Linked DNA regions of Mus musculus: all the other regions are linked to region 3. A link is a contact called in public HiChIP or PLAC-seq and Micro-C data. All regions are on one chromosome and are shown on one strand. The core of a region is the stretch at or near the end of the contact, and the rest is flanking DNA. Distances in the headings are between cores, read along the strand shown.

Region 1 (5,052 bases), core at 1,132-3,631, 500 kb after region 3:
AGGTCCCCTGTGGAATGTTTGCTGAAGTTATAAAGCACTTTGCTTTGCTGTAGGCCGACCAATGACATGATGTCATCAGATGAGTCTCCAACACCCCCTTGAGGCTGGAAGGCTGGCTCAGGCTACAAAGAAGGCTGACACGGCCTGGGGAACAGACTCACCCAGGTCCCGTGGCAGGTAAACGCCGGCCAGGTTTCCCAGCCCTATAAAAACTAGTCTGTGGAGAAAGGAGTTGTGGAGTAGCGTAGGGCTCACTCAGCAAAATGGCACGTGGAAGGGTCCACTGTGCCTACCGTGTAAACGTGGTAGATACCCTCCCCCACCAGATCCTCTAACTTCTGAGTGTCTTCCAGGGAGAGGGGTCCTGTCCCCATATCACTCCTTGACTAACCATGTGATGAAGCCACCTCCCAAATGCCTCTGGGCACCTCTAGATAGCATCCTCTACACCCATCTACTGAGGCAGAGCATCCTGGCTCAACTTCAGCTACTGTTTCTGTCTTCACATGGAGAAAGCAGGTCTAAGAGCCTCTGCCAGAGAAGGGAGGAGGGGGTAGAAGATGGAGAAACTTCTCCCATCCTGGAGTGGGGCAGGCCTGGGTTCAAATCCAACATTTCATGAGTAAGGGACATATTTCATTCCAGCCACCTACCTACCCCGTGGTGCTAACCACAGACAGTTGCTGGCCTTTAGGTCGGTCGCTCTGCCTGACCCGGATCTAAGGTACTGGAACCTTTCGTGTCTCAAAGGCCCAGGCAATCGCCCCTGTAAAGGTTCCCGGCTCCCATTTTACATGGGGGTTGGGGGAAGAGACCCAGATCACAGAACAAAAACAGCGTGAACCCTGGAGCTGACATTTTACCAACACTGGCAGAATGGCCTTGCCCTCTGAGAGAAGGTGGTAGCTAAGGAGAAGCTAGCATGAGAGGAACGGGACTCAGGCTCTGCACTTCGGCATCCGGGACCAGGGCATGAGTGGCCACAGTGAGGCTTAGTACCCCCACAGAACTCTTATATTTACTGTGCAATGGTCTGGGCACGTGGCCAGGGCTCCCTCAGTAGTAATGACCACAGGGACAAGTTTTGGGGCATTGGCCGGCTCCACTCACTCAGAGGCCAACGGGGTGGATGTGGAGGCAAGGAAGTGGGGTAAGAGAAGCCACTCCGATGGTGGGGAAAGAGAGGGAGCAGAGCAGAAGAGCAGAAGCGCTGCTCCTTGGAGTACCCAGACACACCCTCAGGCAGGTGTGCAGAGCCCCACCTCCCGGACAGCCTGCTGGGGGCGCCGGAGGGGAAGTGTGGGTACAGTGGCTCTTTGATAGATAGCAACACTGAAACCGCGGGATTTTGTTGCTTCCTATTTTCCCCAATTTGTGACATTTGAGATTAGAAGTCCTCCAGGGACATCCCCTCAAAGTCCAGCACTTTGGGGTGGAAGACAGGGAAACTAAGACAAACTGCCCAGAGTCACTGTCCCAGATCAGACTTCTCTGAACTTCGTTGAGCCGGTAGGACAGAAGGGAACCACTGGAAAGTGGGAGGAAAGACGTGTGTGTTGTTGAAAAGGTCTTGCTATATATCTCCCAGGCTGACCTCGAAATTGTGACCGTCCTGCCTCAGTTTCCCAAGTGGTGGCGGTATTAAATTGTGTGTGACACTACCGACTAAGACGTCTTCTTGCCCCAGCACCCCAAGTTAAAGCTAGGCAGTCCCCCCCTCCACCGCTGTGCTCTCTCAGCCTCAGTTTCCCAGTGTAGAAAAACGGCCTTCAAACTTGGCGAGTTGGGACAAGGGCACAATCAGTTGGGATGGGAAGTCCAGGAAAAACTTCAACCAGGAAACATTCCCTTCTGGGAACCTCATAAGAGAGACTTTGGGAGAGTCTCTCGCTCCCGTCCGGCGCGGGCAGAGGGCAGCGGCTGCCGTGGCCAGAAGGGAACCGGACGGGATGACCTCATCCGCTGCTCCAGCCTGGAATGCAGCTGGGGAGGGGGCAGGGTGCCCTGTCCCCATCGTCCGTCCCCCCCACCCCCCAGCTTCCCGCTCCCGCGCTGGCGTCGCCGAGAGGCCCTGGGGTCCCTTCCCTTCCGCTGCCCGCGCAGGAACGCGGCAGACGGCCCTGGGCACCTCTGCTCGCGTCCCAGTATACTGCGTTACCCTTCGGTTTTGGTGCCCTGAGCCGTCCCGCAACGTGACAAAACCACCCGAGAAGTCTGAACTTTCCAGCCTCCTACGGATTGGCCCCGCGCACCCTCCGCGCCCAGGACTGTACGCACTCCCCCGGCCCGCGCCCACGATTACCTCGTGTCGTCGAGCCCGGGGGGTCCAGGGGCGGGCGCGGCGGCGGCGCGTCCCAGCGCTACCCGAGAGTCGCTGGGCCGGTCTGCGCCGCCCTGGCCGCGGGCTCGGCCGCCAGATCCCGGGGCGGGGGCGGGCTGCGGGCTCCCTCCGCCCCTGCTCCGCCCGCGGCGGCCGCGCCCCCTCCCGGGCTGGCTGGCCACGCCGCGAGCGCTGCAGTGGCGCGGCAGGGATGCCAAGCCAGGCCAGGCCCCTGCCCACCACCCCTAGGCGGGGCGACCTCGGGAATGTTCGCTCTGTCTTGAGCCCGGACTGCCTGGAGGAGGCCACTGGGACTCTTTGCTGCCCACTGCTCCTTAGATGACCTCGGGGAGTCCAGGATTGACAGCCCTGTCCTGGGCCTCCAGCCTTTCCTTGCTGGGGCGGGAGGAACTGACCAGAAGACTCGCTGGAATTTTTTTCTTTCTTTCTTTCTTTCTTTCTTTCTTTCTTTCTTTCTTTCTTTCTTTCTTTCTTTCTTTCTTTTTTTTTTAAATGTGGGGCATTCACTCTTTCCCATTTTCTCCATTCCCCATTCCTGGCAACCCAATACAAGCCCCGTCGGGTGCCAGCAGAATATTTAGCTGCTCTGGGGAAGAGGCCTTTACAGCTGACCACTATGTAGAGGGGTGTAGGGTAACCTGTGATAATCTCATGGACCCTTAAGCTGGGATGGCCCTTGTTCCTCCTTGCCTTTCAAGTGTCTCAGTTTCCCCATGGGGCCGGAGACAGGGCTCAGCAGTTAAGAGTGCTTTATGCTCTTCCAGAGGATGGAAGTTCTGTTCCCAGAAACACACACACACACACACACACACACACACACACACACACACATACCCCTACTATAGTGGAGTTATCAAAGCAGACATCAGATATTACATTATCTTCTGTTCTCCGCTCTAACAACTAAGAGAGTTGCTGAACAGGTAAATGAGGTCACACCTTAGAAACCTTTAGTGAGGCCCCCACTACTTCAAAGAAGGCACAAAGCCAGCCATGCTCAAGAAGACAGATCCTAGGCCCCTCCATCCGTGTACCCTCTGATTTTTCTGTGACGACAGACAGACAGGAATCCTGGGGGCTGTGTGTGGCAGTACATGTCCCTAAGGTAGTCTGGGAGTGGGGTATTGAGCAAGGTTCCCTAAAGGAGCAGGAAGCCAGGTTAAGTTTTAAATAGAGATGCAGAGGGCCTAGGAAGTTCACACTGGACAGACTGTGGGCAAAGGCTTTGAGCTCAGAGGCAGGGATGGAGCTGGGCGGTACTGTCCCTGCAGGGGTGAGGAGCCCTAAGGACCGAGGGGGACAGGACAGGACAAGCTCTTACTCCTCCCTCACAGAATGCTGTGCTTCAGGGTTGGCACTCTAAACCCTCACGCTAGCCGACAGGGGGTGGATCATTTTTTCCCAGATGGACAGATGGAGAAACTGAGGCCCAGAGAACACCAGTGGCAGGCAGAGAAGACTGAGATACAGCAGTTCCAGATCTTTCCCCCCAGGGCCACCCAGGGAAATTGGGGACAGTGTCCCAAAGACTCAGAGGCACAGAAACTCATGGAACACTGTGGGAGAGAACTGGGCCGGGCAGGGCCTGGGTATTTAACTATGGTCAGGTGTCTGTGCGTGCATATGTGCGTGCATAGGTGCAATTAAAAATCGCTCAGCTTTTATTGCGCACCTAACGCATACCACGTGTAATCACATTTAATCTCCGTGACAGCTCCATGGGGACAATCCTGTCATCGGGTCTGTTTTGCAGAAAGAGTGAAGTGACTTGTCCATGGCCTCCTCCTTTGGCAGGATGGCCGCATTTCCTGTTTGTAGGGAGCACCAGTGCCCCAGTGTGATTAGCAATAGCCCTTACTTTCCCTCTCAAAGGTGTTCTGGCTGGCTGGAAAACGACTTATCCCTCCAGTCAGGGTTCCTGGAGCAACTCAGAATAATTGGCTCTGTGTCAAAGACCCAGAGTGCCAGGCTAGCTGTGAGCACAGGGTAGACATCTCTTTAAAATGGGCCTAGCTCCAGGGCAGGCATTTACCATACCTGAGGGTGTGTTTGCAGTCTTTGCTTTGTTTGTTGAGACAACATCTTACTATGGATGGAGCATCCCAGCAGCCTGGAGTTCATTATATAGACCAGGCTGGCCTTAAACTCACAGAGCTCTGTCTGCCCCTGCCTCTGGTGTGCCGGGAGCAAAAGCTTGCATCATCACAGAAGCTGATGGGAGAAAGCTGTCTGGATGCAAGTGTTTACTCTCCTCCACTCTTGCGCCATCCTCTGTACCCTGGCTCAGTGGTTCAGAACCTCCTAACCTCTGGACCAGATTCCAGGGACTCCCTCTCTCCCAGCTGGTGGTGTGGCAATCTTGTGGACCGACATTGTCTTCCCATTGTACAGATGGGGGAACTGAGGGTGAGAGGGACCCTTGCTCACAGTTGTAGGTTGTCTCTAGGTAAGTCTATCTCCATGTAGGCTGCATTCCCTGCTCCTGGTCCCACTCCAGATTGAAGGCTCTGACTCAGTTTCCTCTGGAAAATGGTAGGAAAAGAAGAGTCTTGGGATCCAGGAATCAGGGGTGAGCACCCCCCCTCTTCTTGCATCTTTCTCCTCTTCTGAGTTTCTGAAGTCCCCTGTCTGCCTCCAAGGCTGTGGTGTGCCAGGAGTGCAGGAGTTAACTCTACCAGAGCCCTAATTACCATGCAGGATGCAGAACAAAT
Region 2 (4,997 bases), core at 1,425-3,924, 490 kb before region 3:
CTGAAATTTGAGGTGAGGGGCTGGGGAGATGGCTCAGTCTGTAAGTGCTGGCCACAAGAATATGAGAATTTAAATTTGGATTCAGAACATGCATGTGAAAAGCCAGGCGCAGTAGTACTGGCTGCAATTTCAGTACTGTTTTGTTGATGTGTGTGTGTGTGTGTGTGTGTGTGTGTGTGTGTGTGTGATTTGCTGGCCAGTCCAACCAATCAGTAAGCTTCATGTTCAGCTGAGAGACGCTGTCTTGAAAAATAAGTTGAATAATGATTGAGAGAGACTCCTAGGAACCTCTGGCTTCCACATGCATAGGCGCATACTCACAGGCATGCGCACACAGGCATACACCCACAAACTGAAACAGAGAAACCGGTCTAGAGAGGGCAACAGGGACCATGTAAGAAGGCATAGTCCTGATATGCTTGGATTAAGGTTGATGCCACGGAGAGGTTATTCTGGTCCAATATAACCACGGGGTCCGCTTGAAGAAGCATGAAGATAGTCAGTGGTGGTGAAGTGTCCATAGGATTAGAAATGTGAGTGGGGTATGGTGGCGCACGCCTTTAATCCCAGCTCTCGGGAGGCAGAGGCAGGCGATTTCTGAGTTCGAGGCCAGCCTGGTCTACAAAGTGAGTTCCAGGACAGCCAGGGCTATACAGAGAAACCCTGCCTTGAAAAACCAAAAAGAAAAAAAAAAAAAAAAAAAAAAAGAAATGTGAGCAACACAACCGAGTGCCAAAGGAGTGACAGTGGCCTCTAGAAGCCCCCTGAGGCCAGGGGCTGTTTATGTGTTCAGGGTTCTTAGCCTTGACTTTAGCTCAATGTCTGTGACCTGGGACATCTGCACTCCAGAGCGGGTCATGTTACGCTGCTCTATTTGGAGCTGTTTGTTACAGCAGCAACTTGACACAAATCCATCTACTGCTGGGGAACTATCTGCACCTTGAGGTCACGCAGGGAGAAAGGCAATTTTCTCACCGCACTGACTTTTGTTTCCCAAAGCTTCCACAATGGCTCACAAAGACTGCTGAGTGATCTGCTATGTGGATAGGTGGCCATCTTCTTCATCCTGTGGCCTCCTCAGCTTGCACAAGCACAGACACCCACACATTCAACTTACCTGCTCATCCACGCCACCCCACCGGGGCAGAACAACTCTCTACTTAGGTGATGTTCACCTCAGGTTTGCTGTCTTGCCAGCTAAGAGGATTTTCTCAGTAGCATAAAGACTTTGAGGGGGAGCAGAAGGATTTCAGTCAATGTACTTTCTATACATATCTGCAGGCGTGCAGGGATGGAAAGCTGAGATTTTCATCAGTGAATTTGCACCTTCAAGAAATGGTGCAATCGCGGGGAGACTTGTACAACCCTGTGCCCCCACCCCATTCTAATAAGCCAATCATGAAATCAAAAGATAATCCTGACCCTTACAAATCCCCACCCCTCCTCCAGCCCAGCCCTAGACAACAGGTGAACAGAGCAAAATCAGTGTTAATGTCCAATCAATATCATTAAGGGAGGATAGCATCTCCAGTGTGAATAGTACAACCCTATAGTGCTTAAACATTTAAATAGATAGAACATGTGTGCCTGTGTTCTCCAAGTAGGTGATGTATCTATGCATATTCATGCAGGCCCGAGTTTAGGGAAAGAACTGGGCTAGAGGACCCCAATGACTTAATACAGGTTATGAATTGCTCCTTCCCTTTCGTTTCCTTATTTATATGTGGTTAATTTTTTTTTCTTTTTGCAAAGAACAAGACCACTGGCCTAATGGAAACTCCGATTAAATAATTTTTCAATGTGTGTTTCCAGCGAGGTGGGCTACATCCAAGAGGGAAAGTTCCAGATCCCACTTGCGCCTCCCAGGAGCAATGGCGGAGTCATTCCTGCAGCTGTGGTTTGTAGAATTATGCTGTGGCCTGCGGCCTGAAAATCCCAATACAGATTTGACCATGAAGGCGGGTTCTGCTGAGTGACCCAAAGAAAGACTGCTTTGGACTCAATCTGGGATGCCCTGCGGTTCTCTTTTGAGACCTCTCTCTCTTTGGTTTATAAACACACTCGCCAAGGTCTACTTGTAGGTGTTGAGACCATGGTCGCAGGCCTGGGTCACCTCTGCAGTCACCCCCCCCCCCCCGCCGCCCCCTTCCTGCTGTGGCGTTTTTGTTTTAACTTATCTGAACCGGTTACAAAACCACACTCCCACGAATACATAAATAATGGATGGGGTGATGTGTTAAAGAAATCCCCACAAGGCCTGGCAAAGCTGCAGTGAATGCATTTCTGCTGTATCATATTTAACTGTTTGCAAACGTCTGCAGGAGGATGCACAGCGCCTAGAGACTCCTGGGCCTATCGCATCTCTCTGTCGAGGGCCTGGCAATTCTGGCATGAGGAGTTACAAGGAGGGTAGGAGGTGGCAGGGATCCTGGGCCTGCAGGATGAAGTGGGACAATGTAGGATTGCACTGCACCTCACTCGGCTTGGCAGCAGCCAAGCATCCATCGGTCTCCCGCCAGGACTGCGGGGGAGAGGACAGGCCCCTTTAAGAGCCTTCGCGCGCCCCCGCCCCGCGAGCGCTCATTTTCCCTAGCAACCGCCCCGGGGGAGGGGGAGGCCCTGGCAACGGCGCTCAGGCCCGGAGCATCACGTGACGGCCCGCAGCTGGAACGCGAGCGCGCGCCCCGCCGAGCGCCCGCCCGCCGGGGGCCTGAGCGCTGGGGCGCGTGCGCGAGCGGTGCAGCACCGGCCGCGGGAGCAGGGAGTATTATGGGCTGTGGGTGCCGCTGAGCAAGATGGAGCTGTCTGCAGTAGGCGAGCGGGTCTTCGCGGCCGAATCCATCATTAAACGCCGGATCCGCAAGGTGAGCCCTCGGCCGGGACAGCCCTGTGTTCCCCGCGGTGGTGTCGGAGCCCGCGGGGCCCTCGGGGTGCAGTGGTCCGGCTAGCCGGGTTCCCTCAGCCACCCCCGCGCCGCCGCCTCCTCGCGTCCCTGCATCTTCCCCACCCCCACCCCCTATTTTTTTTTTTTTCCTTTCTGTTTTTCAGGGACGCATCGAGTACCTGGTGAAATGGAAAGGGTGGGCGATCAAGTGAGTGTCGTGGGTCGTTGGCATGGGGACTGGGGAGGCGGCAAGAAGACACCTGGGCCTTGGATAGGGGGTGCGTGCTTGAGCCCTCGCGGTGTGCCCCTGCCCCTTGGGTTTTCATTTTGCTCTTCTGTACGCGTGACTCGGCAGGTACAGCACTTGGGAGCCAGAGGAGAACATTCTGGATTCGAGGCTCATCGCAGCCTTCGAGCAGAAGTGAGTTGGAGAAGCTGGCAGGCGCGGTGGGGCGCCGCGCAGGGAAGCGGGAAAGGCGGGCAGGGTCGGGGAGTGGGGCCCAGGAAGGGACCCTTTTTCATCTTTGGCGTTTCTTGACTACAGGGAAAGGGAACGTGAGCTGTATGGGCCCAAGAAGAGGGGACCTAAACCCAAAACTTTCCTCCTAAAGGTAACCTGGCCCAGCCCCAGCAGCCCCCGCTCGGGCCCCCAGCCAGGGCGCAGCACAGGGCCGGCCTGCAAGGGAGGGACAGATCCGCCGCTGCCTAGGCGGGCAGGCTTTTCCAGAGGGGCCCCAGCTGGGCAGGGGGTGGTTGTGAGTCCCTGACAAGTCCCTGGCAGCGGGCCGTAGCCAGCCCAGCCAGAGGGGCCTGGGAGTGGGGTAATCAGGGATGAAACCAGGAACTGGGGGTGGGGGATCGACTGTGCTCCAGGAAGCGGGTGAGTGAAGCAGGTGGGGCATACTCAGGGGAGGAGGTGACTGGGAAGTTCTTTTCGCTAGTGAGACCCTTCATCTCCTCCAGCCTTGAACACACTGGCCTGTTTTGTGATTTAGAGTCTTGGAGCTGTTGAGTATAGATAGGCTTACCTCCTGGCAAAACACTGGCCTCCCATGCCCTATAACTGCCCACCTCCTTTGGAGTGTATTCTGTACCTTCTCCCATAGCACTTGGGGGCCCGGCTTGAATTTGACCTTAAATTACTTCAACCTGAATTTGATCATTCACACTGGACTACCAGCTTTCGGGTCCTGAGCCTGTCTACCCCTAATCCTGATATTTCTGGAGGTTCCAATGAAGATGGGGTGGGGCATGGTGAACATAGCCTGTTTGGCAAGAGAGCGAAGAACTTCATGGGAAGCCATCTTGGAGAGTTAGGGGTGTTTTTGTTTTTGTTTTGTTTTGTTTTGTTTTGTTTTTGATGAGGAAGAACAGAGCCTGGGAAGAGGAGAGCAAGACGATCCCTGATGGCCACTTAATGCAAGGCGGTCAGTGTCTGCCTCCGTAGTTTCCCTAAAGAACTAACGATGCCCCAGGTCTTCTCACCAAATTTGGCACCAGCACAACACGGGAAGAGCTCCTTGGAGAAGAGACTGCAAGATGCAGAACCTCTTAATCTCCAATTTGTCCAAAGAGCTCCAAGCTCAGTGGGGGAAGGGTGGACCAGACCCCGCTGTCTTGGCCCCCTGCGCTGTCTTGGCCCCCTCCGCCAGCCAAAAGACTGGGTGTAAAGAATTAGCCTTGGACCAAATGCAAATGTGGCAAAAAAAACCCCTTGGTTTCTGGAATCCTATTGTCGCGTACCCCTACTCCCCCGCCTCTAGCCACGGTGCATCTTCGGGGATTAACTCAGCAACCTTAACCCTGATGCTTGATGGTGGGGAGGGAGTGGGCAGAGCAGCTGGAAGACTGGTGGGCTGTGTTGACAGCTTGTTGGCGCCCCTGGAGCACCCTCTAGTGGTCAAGGCGGTAATGATCTTGAGTATGGATTCTCAAAATGCCCTTTTCTTAAAAGTTGTCATTTCCCATTTGTTTTGGAACCCAGCAGTGCTGAGTCCTCTGCACGAATCATCTCCTTTAATCGTCTCAACATCCCAGTGGAGTTGATAGTACTAGTCCACTTTTATAGGTGGAAGTTGAACACACATCTGTAGGAAACAAGGCTCAGAGATGC
Region 3 (4,902 bases), core at 327-2,826:
AGAACTCACTGGGCTCAAAGTTAAAATATCACTGATTCCACCCCCTAACTAGTTCAGTTGCCACCTCCTCGGACTCCAGCACCCTCGGGTGGGGGAGGGGGTAAGAGGGAAAGTCTTGAGTGGGATCACGGGGGTTCCCAGAACAGGTGTTCTCAGGCAGCGCTCCTCTCCCACATTAACCCTTCCCTCAGGAAGATCAGGGGTTAGCACTGGCTGCTGATCTTGCTGGGCATGGGTAGACTCCAGGTGTGCCAGCTGGCCCAGTATTTAAGTAGCCCTGGGGTCCAGGGTGGAAAGGGGGAGGATGACGGAGGGTGGAAGGGGCGGGAGAAAAATTCCAGACCTGGTGTGACCACCGATCGGTCTACACAGAGGTCCAGTCTAAGGAGTCCAACCTGAGGAGTGTGACAGTGGGCCTCATGCCATCCTCCTGGACCCAGCAGGTGCAGCCTCAGACACCCAGACCAACCACAGTCGCCAACAGAATAGTCCGGGAGCCTTGTGTTCTCCAATCTGTCACAAACTTTCTGGCCTTGCCTGTTTCTCCTGAGACTGGAAGAATGGGACAATCCAGGGGTGGACAGTCCATACTGAGCCGGAAAACTTGGGGCTAAGGAAGGACTCCCATGTACTAGGTTCCCAGATCCACCAGGTGGCCAGGAGAAGACTGGCTCGCTAACCTCTGCTCTATTCTAAGCTGCAGGCACCCGCGCTGGGCGAGGAACAAACACTGATGTCACATGGCTCCAGCCAGGGGAAACTCCAGAGACAACAGGGACCGGGCAGTCCCGGCTGGTGGAAAGGGGGAGGATGACGGAGGGTGGAAGGGGCGGGAGAAAAATTCCAGACCTGGTGTGACCACCGATCGGGCCACTTCCTTCGCTCGGGTCCTTATTCCGCATTTGCTCCAGTGGACACTGGTGCGCACCCACTTCAAGATACACTGGGCTAGTGTCAGTCTCCAAGGAGCGCGTGCGGCCACACACACAAACACACACCCCGAAGTACACCGTGTGCACGCAGCCCGCAGAACTCAGGACGCTCCCCAAAGAACACAGCCGCACGCACGCCACCGGGAGACGTAAACAAACCGCGCACACAAGGTGCTGGGCGCGGCTCCAGGGACTGTTCTCACCGAGTCACGTACGTGCACGCCCCGCCCCCGCCCCCGCCCCGGCTTCCTCCGGGGCCCGCGCACCGCCTCCCAGCCAGCCCCTCGGAGGCCCCTCCGGGAGCTGATGTTAAGGGGGCGCCGAAGGGGCAGGAGGACCACGCGCCGCCCAGGCAGGACCCGGAGCTCACACTTCTGGAGCTCGGTCCCCGTCCCTGACGCGTCCTTACCGCTCTCCGCCAGGCCCGGCGCTCAGTGCGTGCTTGTCGCGGCTGTCGCGGTGGCGGTCCTTGGCCGCTCTCGAGCCCCACTCCTCTCCGATCGGGACCGCAGTTCACTAGGAACCCGGCTCCGCGCAGCGCCGCTCCGAGTTTTGTTATGGGGCAGGCGGCGAAGGGGGCTGGAGCCGCGCGCAGTTGTAAGGCGAGCTTCCCGGAATTACTCACGCACAGGATTCCTTTCATTCATAAAAACCCAGTCATGCAGTGACGTCACCGCCCCAGCCGCCAGCAAGCCCCAGAGCGGCCGCCTGGAGCCGAGACCCCGCCCACGCCCGAGTGAGGCGCCGCCCCCAGTAGACCCCGCTGTAGGAGCCCACAGCCAGAGCCGCCACGGTTCTCCGTGCTGGGACTGTGTCCTCTGGATGCATTCACGTGACACCTCTGGAGAACGGCGTGGGTGGAGGTGTCATTTGCTTTGCTTTACAGTTCACTGTCTGGCCTCTTCTCTCGTCGATCTACATCCTTTGTCCGGATGACCTCATCCAGTCTCGTGGTTTTAAGTGCCTTCTCTGTACCTGTGAACCGTAGGTTTGTATTTCCGAAGCCACAGCAATTGCCTACCCCTGGTCTTCACGTGGTGTCGGCTCCATATCTTCAACCCTACCTCCACTCGCCCCAGGGACGCTTTCCCTGTGGGTCGATGTGCTTGCTTGTTACTAAACTCTGATGCCTAACGTTCAGACCCCACAACTTCCAAGGTGGAAGGAGACAATGACTCCAGAAAGCTGACCTCTGATCTCTACGTACTTAGAGCGGTGGAATGGGTCCATTCACACACAGACACATAACAAATAAGTGAATTTAAGGAAAACACAAGTTATAAGAAAAAGGTGTTCAAAAAATTTACCTCTGAACTCAAGTTCTCAATTCTAGAAAATACACAATCCTGTTCACCACCCTCCCCCACCCCCCACACACCCTTTTCCTACCTTCTAGAGAGCTGAGGCTGTGCCTGGCAAATAGTAGGTGCTCAACTAATGAAGAAATCCAGTAGACCTGTATGACAGTGAGGACCCCATGTGGCTAGATCCATCGCCCACATCCTCAGCCTAGGAGAACAGGGAGCCAGGCTTCTGCATCCACACCCTACTGCCCACAGAAGTCGATCTTTTGGTAATGGCCAAGCAATGTTGTGCAATGCTGCGTTTAGCAGTGGGGTTGGCCTTCTCACACTGTCTTTCCAGTGGCAGAGTCATGAGACGCCCCGCAAAAAATGGTATCCTGGGAGAAGAGGCTTCAGAGCTCAAGTGGCTGGAGGAGAGAATGATTTGGGATCTATCACATCTTTTTATCTTTCAGTGAGATCTTTGCCCATGTCACTGATCTTTCTGGTAAGAGGGACTGGTGGGTAGAATGAAGGTGAGAGAGCTGAGGCCTCCCTGTTGGCTGTCCTGCCAGACTGCACACTGTCACCCCCTCTACCAAACTCTGAGTCACAGGATGAAACAAGGCTACCAGACCCAGGACCCGTGAAACCTCGGAGTTCTTGCTCACTTGAGATGAAAGGGGAGACCGGTTGAGGGTGTCACTTCCATCCCCTCTGACAGCCTGCAGAGGAAGGCAGGTCAGTGTGGGCACTTGTCTGGACCCTGGCCTGCTCAGGTTACTCTTTGTTTGATAAGCTGCCTTCCTGAAAGACCTGGCCTGAGGCCACTCCCACTGCCTAAGTCTGGGACATCTTCAGCATTTAAACAGAGCAAGCCTGGAGTGTTCACACTGGTAGAAATTAAGAGACAAAAGCAGAGAAACCTGCCTTTTCTTTTCTCTTCCTTTCTTTTTTCTTCCTTCCCTCCTCCTCCTCCTCCTCCTCCTCCTCCTCCTCCTCCTCCTCCTCCTCCTCCTCCTCCTCCTCCTTCTTGTTTTGTTCCAAGAGAGCACAATGGCCCTAGAAAATGACCATAGAGCCACCCCACTGTAATAAGATATTGCAATAGGGACCATCAGCAGATATGTGTGTTTGACAAGAAGCAAGATATTCACATACTTGGAGCCAGCCAAGATGGCTCAGGAGGTAAAAGGCACTGTCACCCAAGGATGCAAGTTTGATAACAAGAGTTTAATCATCCAGAATCCATGTAATGTCAAAGGAGACTACTGACCCCACAGAGTTGCCTTCTGACCTCGACATGTCACATACAAACACACACATAAACATACATAATACATAATACATTCATACACACACATACACTTATACACACACATATACACTCACATACACAGACACATAAACATACATAATACATAATACATTCATACACACACATACACTTATACACATACACACACACATACACTCATACACAGACACATAAACACACAAGGAGAGAGAAGGAAGGAGGGGCAGGGAAGAAAGGAGCAGGATGAGAGAGGGAGAGAAAAATGATGGTGAATAAAGAATATGAATAAAAAAATAAAGAAGATAATGAATAAACCTTTTTTTTAATTAAAAAAAAAGGTATTTCTGGCTGGCGAGTTGGTTCAACAGTTAAGGGCACATATTACTCTTACAGAAGACCTGAGCTAGGTTCTCATCGCCCACATCATCTCCTGTAACCGCAGCTTCACAGGTATCTGACACCTCCCTGCAGCTGGCCACCTGTGCTCACATGTACATACCCACATGGACACACATATACACATAATCAAAGATATTAAAAAATAGCCTTAAAGGGAGAGTCTCATAATTTCAAGGTAATTTCTCACAAGAGAACTATTAACTATTATTTTTATGTTTTTATTTTATTTATTACTAGCGTGTGTGTGTGTGTGTGTGTGTGTGTGTATGAGAGACTAGGTCAGAAGGCCAACGTTCAGAAGTCAGTGCTCTCCTTCTACTGTGGGTTCCAGGAATCAAACTCTGGTCATCAGGCCGCCACAGCAAGCACTTTTCCAGATGGAGCTTTTTCGCTGGCTTGAAAGAGTTAATTATTAACTCTGGAAAGAACATAGTAACTCTACAATGGAGAAAATGGCAGACTCAGCCTTCCCTAAGTGATCCAAGCTAACACACCAGCAGTGGAACAAACAGATGGACTGGAGGACATGATAGCTCCTAGCAGACAGGACCATGGCCCCATCATGTAGCCCCGTTTCAATGGTTGTTCCGTGATGCTGTAGGAGACTGTTCATGATTTTAGGAAACACGACTGTACTTGGAAGGAAGGCTTTTTAAAAAAAATACACTTATTGTATTTTATGCATAAATGTTTGCTGTGTATGCTTATTTGCACCTCATGTAAACAGGGCCCTTAGACACTGTCTTAGTTAGGGTTTCTATTCCTGCACAAACATCATGACCAAGAAGCAAGTTGGGGAGGAAAGGATTTATTCAGCTTACAATTCCATACTGCTGTTTATCACCAAGGAAGTCAGGACTGGAACTCAAACAGGTCAGGAAGCAGGAGCTGATGCAGAGGCCATGTAGGGATGTTCTTACTGGCTTGCTTCCCCTGGCTTGCTCAGCCTGCTCTCTTATAGAACTCAAGATTACCAGTCCAGAGATGGTCC

Evidence for each region. A called contact is a pair of places that touch in the nucleus more often than the background predicts. HiChIP or PLAC-seq counts read pairs in DNA pulled down with a chosen protein or histone mark.
Region 1: a contact with region 3 is called in a Micro-C map of embryonic stem cells, with 1.9 times the contacts expected there. The contact joins the promoter of Cdc42ep1 here to the promoter of Maff in region 3. A contact is called at or near these places in 1 of 39 promoter capture datasets (liver), 1 of 484 Hi-C or Micro-C datasets (embryonic stem cells) and 1 of 115 datasets of contacts at active chromatin or transcription factors (memory CD8 T cells).
Region 2: a contact with region 3 is called in an HNF4G HiChIP or PLAC-seq map of pancreatic cancer cells. The contact joins the promoter of Cbx6 here to the promoter of Maff in region 3. A contact is called at or near these places in 1 of 39 promoter capture datasets (pre-B cells) and 1 of 115 datasets of contacts at active chromatin or transcription factors (pancreatic cancer cells).

Annotation. Positions count from the first base shown.
Region 1 is chr15:78,839,976-78,845,027 of GRCm38.p6, reverse strand. Cdc42ep1 (CDC42 effector protein (Rho GTPase binding) 1) reads right to left here and starts at 2,381. Exons shown (of 3, transcript NM_027219.3): 1 at 2,303-2,381.
Region 2 is chr15:79,832,010-79,837,006 of GRCm38.p6, reverse strand. Cbx6 (chromobox 6) reads left to right here and starts at 2,674. Exons shown (of 5, transcript NM_028763.3): 1 at 2,674-2,864; 2 at 3,049-3,092; 3 at 3,240-3,305; 4 at 3,429-3,495. The coding sequence starts at 2,796. It overlaps Npcd (neuronal pentraxin chromo domain), which reads left to right and starts at 2,674. Exons shown (of 9, transcript NM_001013362.2): 1 at 2,674-2,864; 2 at 3,049-3,092; 3 at 3,240-3,305; 4 at 3,429-3,495. The coding sequence starts at 2,796.
Region 3 is chr15:79,344,194-79,349,095 of GRCm38.p6, reverse strand. Maff (v-maf musculoaponeurotic fibrosarcoma oncogene family, protein F (avian)) reads right to left here and starts at 1,576. Exons shown (of 3, transcript NM_010755.4): 1 at 1,342-1,576.